2 separate regions of the Mus musculus genome follow, and region 2 is linked to region 1. A link is a contact called in public promoter capture Hi-C data. All regions are on one chromosome and are shown on one strand. The core of a region is the stretch at or near the end of the contact, and the rest is flanking DNA. Distances in the headings are between cores, read along the strand shown. Region 1 holds the start of Tmem37 (transmembrane protein 37). Region 2 holds the start of Steap3 (STEAP family member 3).

Region 1 (3,963 bases), core at 772-3,271:
CTTTCAGCTCAACCACTGCTTGCATGCTCGAGGCCTGGTGCCCATTCTCGCTAAGTGCATAGACCCTTGCGTGCTAGGCAAGTGCTCCACCCTAGCCACACACACTTCTTAAATGTTTTCTTCTGAGACAGTCTGATGAACACTCGCTCTAGCCCAGGTAGGCCTTGAACCTGCGATCTTCCTGCCCCAGTCTCTCAAGGAGCTAGAAAGGGGAGGCCTGCACTAACAGGTCTTGGGTTTTGCCTGTCATTTATTACCCGGTCTCCTCATCTCCACTGAAGGGTGATAATGGTACCTAACACCTTAGGGACCTTAGGTACTGTTATGGGATGAAGTCATTGTTCAAGTTCCCCTCAGAATAGGGACGAGTGCTCTCCCACCCTGCGCTGACAGATGGGTGTAGCTCATCTTCCTCACTTGCACAGGCAGCTGAGTCTGGGGCAAATATGCCTCCTGTCCTCCTTCCTCCTCTTCTGCTCCCTCCTCCCTCTCCTCTTGCTGCCTCTCCCTTGCTTTCTCTTCCCCCTCTCTCCTTCTCCCACCCCTTTACCTCTTACTGCCTCTTCCTCACCCTCTCTCCCTCCTCCTCCCCTCTCCCTCCTCCCCTCCCTCCTCCCTCTTCCCCTAAAGGGGCTCCTACCTATGGCGGGTTAGTTTAGCTCCTCCCACACCCACACTGGTTTCTGAGTATCTCCTTTAGGGGTGCCCCCACACCTTGGCTCATTCCTCCATTCCTCCTGTGCCTTCCCTTCCCTGGAGATGGTCTGGAATATACCCAGGAACAAAGAAAAACAAGTCACCGAATCAGAGTCCCTACCACACCCTAGCAACTGAGTTCTGGATAAAAGAGTTTGAGGGTGGCCTTGCAAGGTTTTTCTTTTCTTCTTGTTACCAAAAGTGTGAGTGAGGTTCGGAGTTGGGAAGACCTGAATTTGTGTACATCCTGTCACTTGGCTACCCACTGTGGCCAGGTTACTTTCGAGCCTCAGTTATCTCTCTGTAGAATGGGTAGAGCTGTAGAGGTGGCCTATTCTTATAATGCCAGCTACTGGAAGGCTAAGGAAGCAGGGTGAATTGAGCCCAGGAGTCTAAGAGCATCCTGAGCAACAAAGAACAGATCCTGTCTATCTCAAGCAGTGCTGATAATGATAAAAATAATGATTAATGGGCGGAACAGTACCTAAAATTATCAGGGCCTGAGCACCTGGAGGCAGAGTCAACTGACCTCTGTACTTCTCAGGGCAAGACCGGACAGTGGACAGCCTGGAGCACAGCCAGCCACCGGGATGCCTGGGTGAGCAGGAAGCTGGCCCGCGGGGTAGTGGACACTTCCGACCGCCTTTTGAAGCGGGCAGGAATGCAGAGATTCTCAGCCAACACAAACACTCAGCATTGCTCCAAAAGAAGCCAGATCTTAGGGGAAGCGGCCGCTCCTGTCCTGGGAACCGTTTACCTCGAGTGTCAGGTCCCCAGCGAATCCAGTCCCACCTCAGTTCCACCTAACTCCTCAAACGCGCTTCGGAGGAAGATGATATTTGCAGTCGCCCTCTCAGAAAGTTCTGGCTTCGCGAGCAACGTCCTCGTCCGTTACATAAACCAAGCCTGGCATTTTCTAAGTCTACCCTGACAGTCCGCAACTCTAGACCCCCAGTTTTTAAAGATTCTCAACGACCCCCGAGAAAAGCCTAACTGGTGACCCTGCAAAAAAGTTTGGTGGTCTCTGGTGCTCATCAGAGGCCGAGAAGACCGTGCAGAGCGAGCTGCATTGGGGTAGCAGGTACCCCCCCCCCCCGACCTCTCAGAGGAACCTTCCGGGGGAAGGGTGTCCCAGAAAGACCTGGGCACCTTGGGGAGTTGTCACCCTAACCCAAAGTTTCAGTCACTGAGAGTTCCCAGTCCTCCCCCATGATAGACTGTACCCCGGCTCTGCGCCCCGCGGGTCCCTCAGGTTACCTGCGCGCCGATGGCCGTCATGCTGCGCTCTGGTAGGCAGCGCTGTCGCCTGGCCTAGCTGTCGCACTCGTGCACTTGTGCTCGGCCACGGGGCTGGCCCTCTATCTGGGCGGGGCGCAAGCCGGGGGCGGGGGCTTCGCGGTCACTGGGCTGCTCGGGTTACGCTGACTCAGCAGCGCCCTGGGTCCCAGAGAAGGGGTGAGCGGTGACCCGGCTCGCGATCTTCCCCTGGATGCAGATTCCTCGAGGACTGGGAGATTTGGTTCCAGTCCAAGATTGAAGGGCCAAGAGTCGGGAAGGAGCACCTAGGTGCAAAGTGGAGGATCCCGCCAGGATTCTGGTTTCTACACCGGGTGTGTGACCTTGGACCGCTAGTTTAACACCGCAGAGCCTTGGTTAATAAGTGAGATACTATGTGATTGGCTGGCCTGTTACAAAGCTTTTGTGACATGTGAGTGGACCAGAACCTTCACTTGTCTTAGTTTACTCGTTAAGGAGGATGTGACGGCGTCCTTGACTCCTAGTCCCCTCGGGAACTATCAGCAAACACTAGGTCAAATGTGGTGGCAGATTCCTGTAAATCCAGCATTTGAAGGGCTGATGCAGAGGGATTGCCTTGAGTTAAAGGCCAGTCTGGGTTATTTGAGCAGCCTGGGATACAGGGTCAGACTCTGTAATCACGGAGAGAATGGAGGAGAGGGTTGGGAAGGAAGAGGAGGGGGAGGAAGAGAAAGGACAGGAGGGAGGAGGCGTGGAGGGGTGACTAAGAGCTTAGTGCAGCAAGCAGGAGGCCCTAGATTCTTTTCCCAGCCGCATAAGTAAAGGAGAGTGGGAGGGGGTATAGATGGGTATGCTAAAATACTCCCACCCCCAAAGGGTGGAAGGTGTGGTCTGAGGGCGAGGGTTTCAGCTAGCATTTCCTACTTCCTTCCTCCAGCCTGGGGAAGAAGGTGGGTGGGGTCCTACATAAAATAAAATAAAGTAAGATGCTGACTAAGGACTAGATTAGATGGAATAAATCATCTATCTTGTTCTGGCCAGCAGATTGCTCTCTTGTTTACCTATGGACATTGAAAAGAATACACTTATATCCTCTGGAAGGAGCCATGAGGGAAACCAGGAAGATGCGGCCTCACATGCATTCTCTGCTTCCCAGTTCATCTGATTCCACAGAAAGCTTTGCTCAGCCCCAGAGCCAGTCCTGGGGCAGACAGATAGGGTGTGGACACATGTCCCTGCCTCCTCTTGCTTTCCCACTCTGAGTGAAGGCTAGCTGAGATGCTGGCTGCTGCAAACACACATTGCTGGGCCCCTCCCTGGAACTTCTGACCAGTGGGACCAGGCTGAGACCTGCCGTGAGTGGCGTTAGGTACTGCTAGCTCTGGGTTAGAGCCTGAGCTAAGACTAAGGGCAGTCGGCCAGGTCCATCCAGCCACTTGGCTTTTCTCCATCCACCGGCCTCCTCTCCATGGCACTACCTGCTTTCTCCCCAGTCCAGGATTCTAGAAGCCAGGTGTTCATTTCTCCAGTGCAAGGAGCACCTAGCTCTCCCCCAGCCTGGGGGCCTGGCTGTCCTTTGAAGCAGTTCTAGAATACTCTCTGGAGGAACCTGGGTTGCTCTTTTTCACCAGATCTGAGCATGGCCCGTGCCTGCATTCCATCCCCAGGACTACATAAGTGAGGTGTGATGTTATAAACACCTGAGATCACAGCACTTGGGAGGTGGAGTTGGGAGGATCAGAAGTTTAGTCATTTTTGACTACATGATAAGTTTAAGGCTAGTCTGGGCCACATGAGACCTTGTCTCAAAAAGAGGGAAAAAAAATAGTTGTCCAGTTTCATAATCTGCTCCCATCTCGTGCCTTCTGAGAGTGTACATGTCTGTGGGTAGGGTGCCTTTTAGCTGTTTATACAACAGCTAAAGACCTTCTTGCTGACAAGGCGGTCTAAGAAGCAGAAATGAGGAAGTGTCTGTCCAGTTCCCAAAGGGAGTACAGAACAAACGCCTGG
Region 2 (3,870 bases), core at 1,256-3,755, 190 kb after region 1:
GACAGAGGATCTCTGGGTAAGACTAGCAAAATTTGGGAGCAGTTGTTTCTAGTGACAGTCTCTGCCTCAATATATATGTCAGAGAGTGATCGAGAAAGACCTCTGGCCTTCACATGAACGTGTCTATATGTGAGTTCACATGTGTGAACATACAGACACACAAGTGACACACACACAAGTCCTGCTCGTTATATGGACCTTGATTTATGGTGGCGTGGCAGCCAGCAAATCCACTGTAAATTGATGATGCTGTGAGTTTAAAATTCCTGGGAAACATCCAAATTCACAATTTGAAGAACGGTTTCCACTGAACAATGTTGGTGTTGTACCTCCCCTAAAGTTGAAAGATCCTGTGTCAAGCCATCATTAAACAGGGGATTGCCCACACAGCCTGAATGAAAATTACACCCTTGCTGTGCAAAAAGAAGAGATTCCCAGGGACAACGCCTTCTCCCTCTTTCTGACACATGACTTCCCTAAGTAGTAATCCAAGGTTTCCTTGGGGGCATAAGGCTACTGAGGGAGGCAGCCAGCATGTCTCTCTGTAAGTGTCTGGTCCCTGAACAACCCAAATCCTCAGGGTCGAATGAGAAGAGATTAGAAGACAAGGGCAGATCTCACTGTGCAGCAATACATGACTTTGGATGTGTGTTGGGATATGACCTACAGAGGATGCTTCTACTTTATGCATCATAAACTAAGGCCCAGACAGGCAAAGGGAGCACCTCTCGGTCCCAGAGCTGGCTCTGCCTTAATCTAGTCTCAGCATCCAACTGACATCTTGGGTGGCAAGGGCAGAGGCTCTGTATGTGGGTGCTACAGATGTCACCTGGCCAGCACCAGGTTCTAGATTTAAGTCTGTTTCCTTCCTGTGTCCTTTATCTTCTCTCTGAGCTGTTGGGAACAATTTCCCAGTCCCTCTTCTTGCTGTTCCTTTAGAGTGTGGCTGTCCTCCATCCTGGGTCTTAAGTAGGCGTTCACTTAGACCCAGGCCTTTGTTCCTTCCTAGGCTCAGAGACCACAGTCTCTTTCCTTGCCCAACCCGTGTCTACCTCCCAAGGTGAGGTGAGAGAAAAGAGGCTACCAGTCTGAAATTAGCATGTAAAATGTAGTGGCAGATCTGGAGATGGAGGCTGATTGGTAGAGAGCTTATGGAGTATACAGGAAGCCCTGAGTTATATCCCTAGAACCATACAAACATCGTGGTAGTGTGTATTTGTCATTTCCATATTTGGGCGGTAGAGGCAGGAGAATGAGAAGTTCCAAATTGTCCTTAGTTACATGATGAGGTTGAGACCAGCTTGGGCTACAGCAGGCTCTGCCCCAAACAAAATAAAAGCTAATGACATCAAACATGTCCTAAGTGGCACACTTCTGTTTTCTCTGTGGGCATCTCCCCTATCAGATGGACTCTTACAAACATTTTGCTGTTACGTTTCTTGCAATACTACCTGGGATTGTTATTTAGACATCATAAAAATCATTATTTTTTTTTAAAAGGATGGCAGTTTTGTGCCTGCCGAAGAGGAAACAAAGTCCATGCACATAAGCCAGGCCTCCCCCCACACACACTCACTCACACACACACACACACACACACACACACACACACACACACTCACTCTCTCTCACACACACACCCACAGACACACTCACACACACACACACTCACACACACACTCACACACACACACAGAGACACACACACACTCACAGACACACACACACACACTCACACACACACACTCTCACACACACAGACACACACACACACAGACACACTCACACATACACACACACAGACACACACACTCATGCACACAAGTTTGATCTGTTAGAAAACAGCATTTTCTCTCCACATCACTTTGCAGAATAAAAGCAAATGAATAATTGATAGAGCTTTTACAAACATCTAGCTTTTCAAATCCTTCTAGAAAAATCCAGTTCGATTACTCGCAGCCGGCAGTTCTGTGTAAAATTTATAATTCCCGACGGGCCCACATTCCTCAGAAATACATCATGAACATTAATTTTTTTTTAAAGCAACACACACTAAAACCCACGAAGCCGCTGCTTTCTCTGTGTGTGCAAACCAGAGCCCTGCACTCTGAAGAGGCTCTTGTGTTTACTGCCTGAACGCCCTCCCTGAGAAGGTGGCCCTGAAATACACACAGCAGACAATCAATCTCCTGCTTTATTTTGACAAGATCTTATTCTACTGTGCTCCTTGCTGCCAGGCTGAGGCTGTGCAACTCTCAGGGAAACACTGCTCTCTCTGGGCTCTGGTAAAATCTGCAGACCTTCAAAGAACAGCACTCTCAAGTGGACCAGAGGATGGCGTACTAGTAAGTGAATCTGGTAGCTGCCCTGGAGCCCCAACAGACTTACCAGCAACAGGTGACTGCGCCATCTGGCCTCAGGGGAGGTCTGAAGTTTTAGAATGCCCAGACAACCCCGCTGCAAGTCGCCTCTTCTGACTAAAGTCTCCACCTTCGGCAGTCTGACTGGGGTTTTTCAGAATTGGGACGGCCACGGGCCCTTCTAGGGCGTGGGTAACTGGGACACCTCCCCTCTCAGTTTGCCCACCTACAGCTGGCCACAGGGACTGGCCCCTGGAGAGGTGGCTGATGTTCGGTTAGAGAGTGCCCTGAGAGAGCAATTCTGCGGGAGACTTCCTGTTTGGGGAGGAAACCTCACTGAAGTAATTAGTGGCTCAGACTGCAGAGTCTTTGGTACAGGAATTGAGGCAGGATGGCAAGCTGAAGCCAGGATGCATAAAATGAATAAATGTCATGGAGAGGTTGGGCAGAGACACTGAGACCCTTGGAGGTACAAAGCCAGCATTATGGTAACAGAAAGTAGCGAATGATCAATTTCTAGGAGGGTAATTCATTGCAATCACCATGGCTGTTACAGGCTTCTCGAGAATTCTCTCAGCAGTTTGTGCTGATAGGGGGATCTTCTTTGTCACCACATGCCAGACAGTGCCTATAGCAGAAGATGATGGACAGACCGCTCTATTATCATTTCACTGGAAATGGTAGATAAGGGCACACGCCCACTCGCTGCTGGCTGCTGACTGCTGGGTTCCAAGGCTTTGAGGGCAGCCCAGAGTTCAGGAACGGTGCTGTCTGGGCTTGTGTATGGGCATATCTGACTGTCTTCAGCGTGTCAGAACTAGCAAACTTGCAGCCCAGTGAAGTCTGTTGCTAAGCACACACGTCCCAGTCTGTGGCTTTATAAGGACCAGCAACTAGAGCAGGTCCATATTGCTCTGACTGGCAGTCCTCTTATGTCTGTCCCTAACAGTAAAGCCTCTTGGGGGTAGGGCTAGATTCTGGAATCACATGGAGTCCAGTGCAGGCCAATACAGAGACTGGTTTTGTTTTCTCTTTCTTCATGCCCTGACCTGTGACTCTCTTGCTCTTGGCCTGCTCTTTCCATCTGAGTTTGAATATACTCCTGACCCACCCAAATCCCACTTCCTTGGAAATACAATTCCCTGTTGTCGGCATCTATCAGCTCCTGTAGTCCTGGACAACATTTACCCACTCTGAATCAACAAGTAAGGCTAGGTTAGCAGTTGGTTGCCCTAAATATGAACTTGAGTTTAACCGCATGCTAACAGTGTGACCTTGGGAAGGCTTCTTTCCTACTCTGAGGGTCTCACTTAGACCAGGTTGGTCTTAAAGAAAGACCTTGAACCCTTGATCCTTCAGCCCCTGCCTCCCCAGTACTTGGGATTACAGGGATACTCTACTATGTCCAGTTTATGTGGGTCTTTGGTTGGAGCCCAGGACTTCATACATAATAAGCAAGACTTTGGACTTTGCCTACATCCCCAGTGTTCCCTATTTTGACCATTAAGTA

The links. Capture Hi-C pulls out chosen DNA fragments and counts their contacts.
Region 2: a contact with region 1 is called in a promoter capture Hi-C map of adipose tissue. The contact joins the promoter of Steap3 here to the promoter of Tmem37 in region 1. A contact is called at or near these places in 1 of 39 promoter capture datasets (liver), 2 of 484 Hi-C or Micro-C datasets (liver and nephron progenitors) and 2 of 9 other capture datasets (adipose tissue and liver).

The regions. Positions count from the first base shown.
Region 1 is chr1:120,071,759-120,075,721 of GRCm38.p6, forward strand. It overlaps Tmem37 (transmembrane protein 37), which reads right to left and starts at 2,022. Exons shown (of 2, transcript NM_019432.2): 1 at 1,954-2,022. The coding sequence starts at 1,974.
Region 2 is chr1:120,256,373-120,260,242 of GRCm38.p6, forward strand. Steap3 (STEAP family member 3) reads right to left here and starts at 2,506. Exons shown (of 5, transcript NM_001379355.1): 1 at 2,389-2,506. The coding sequence starts at 2,410.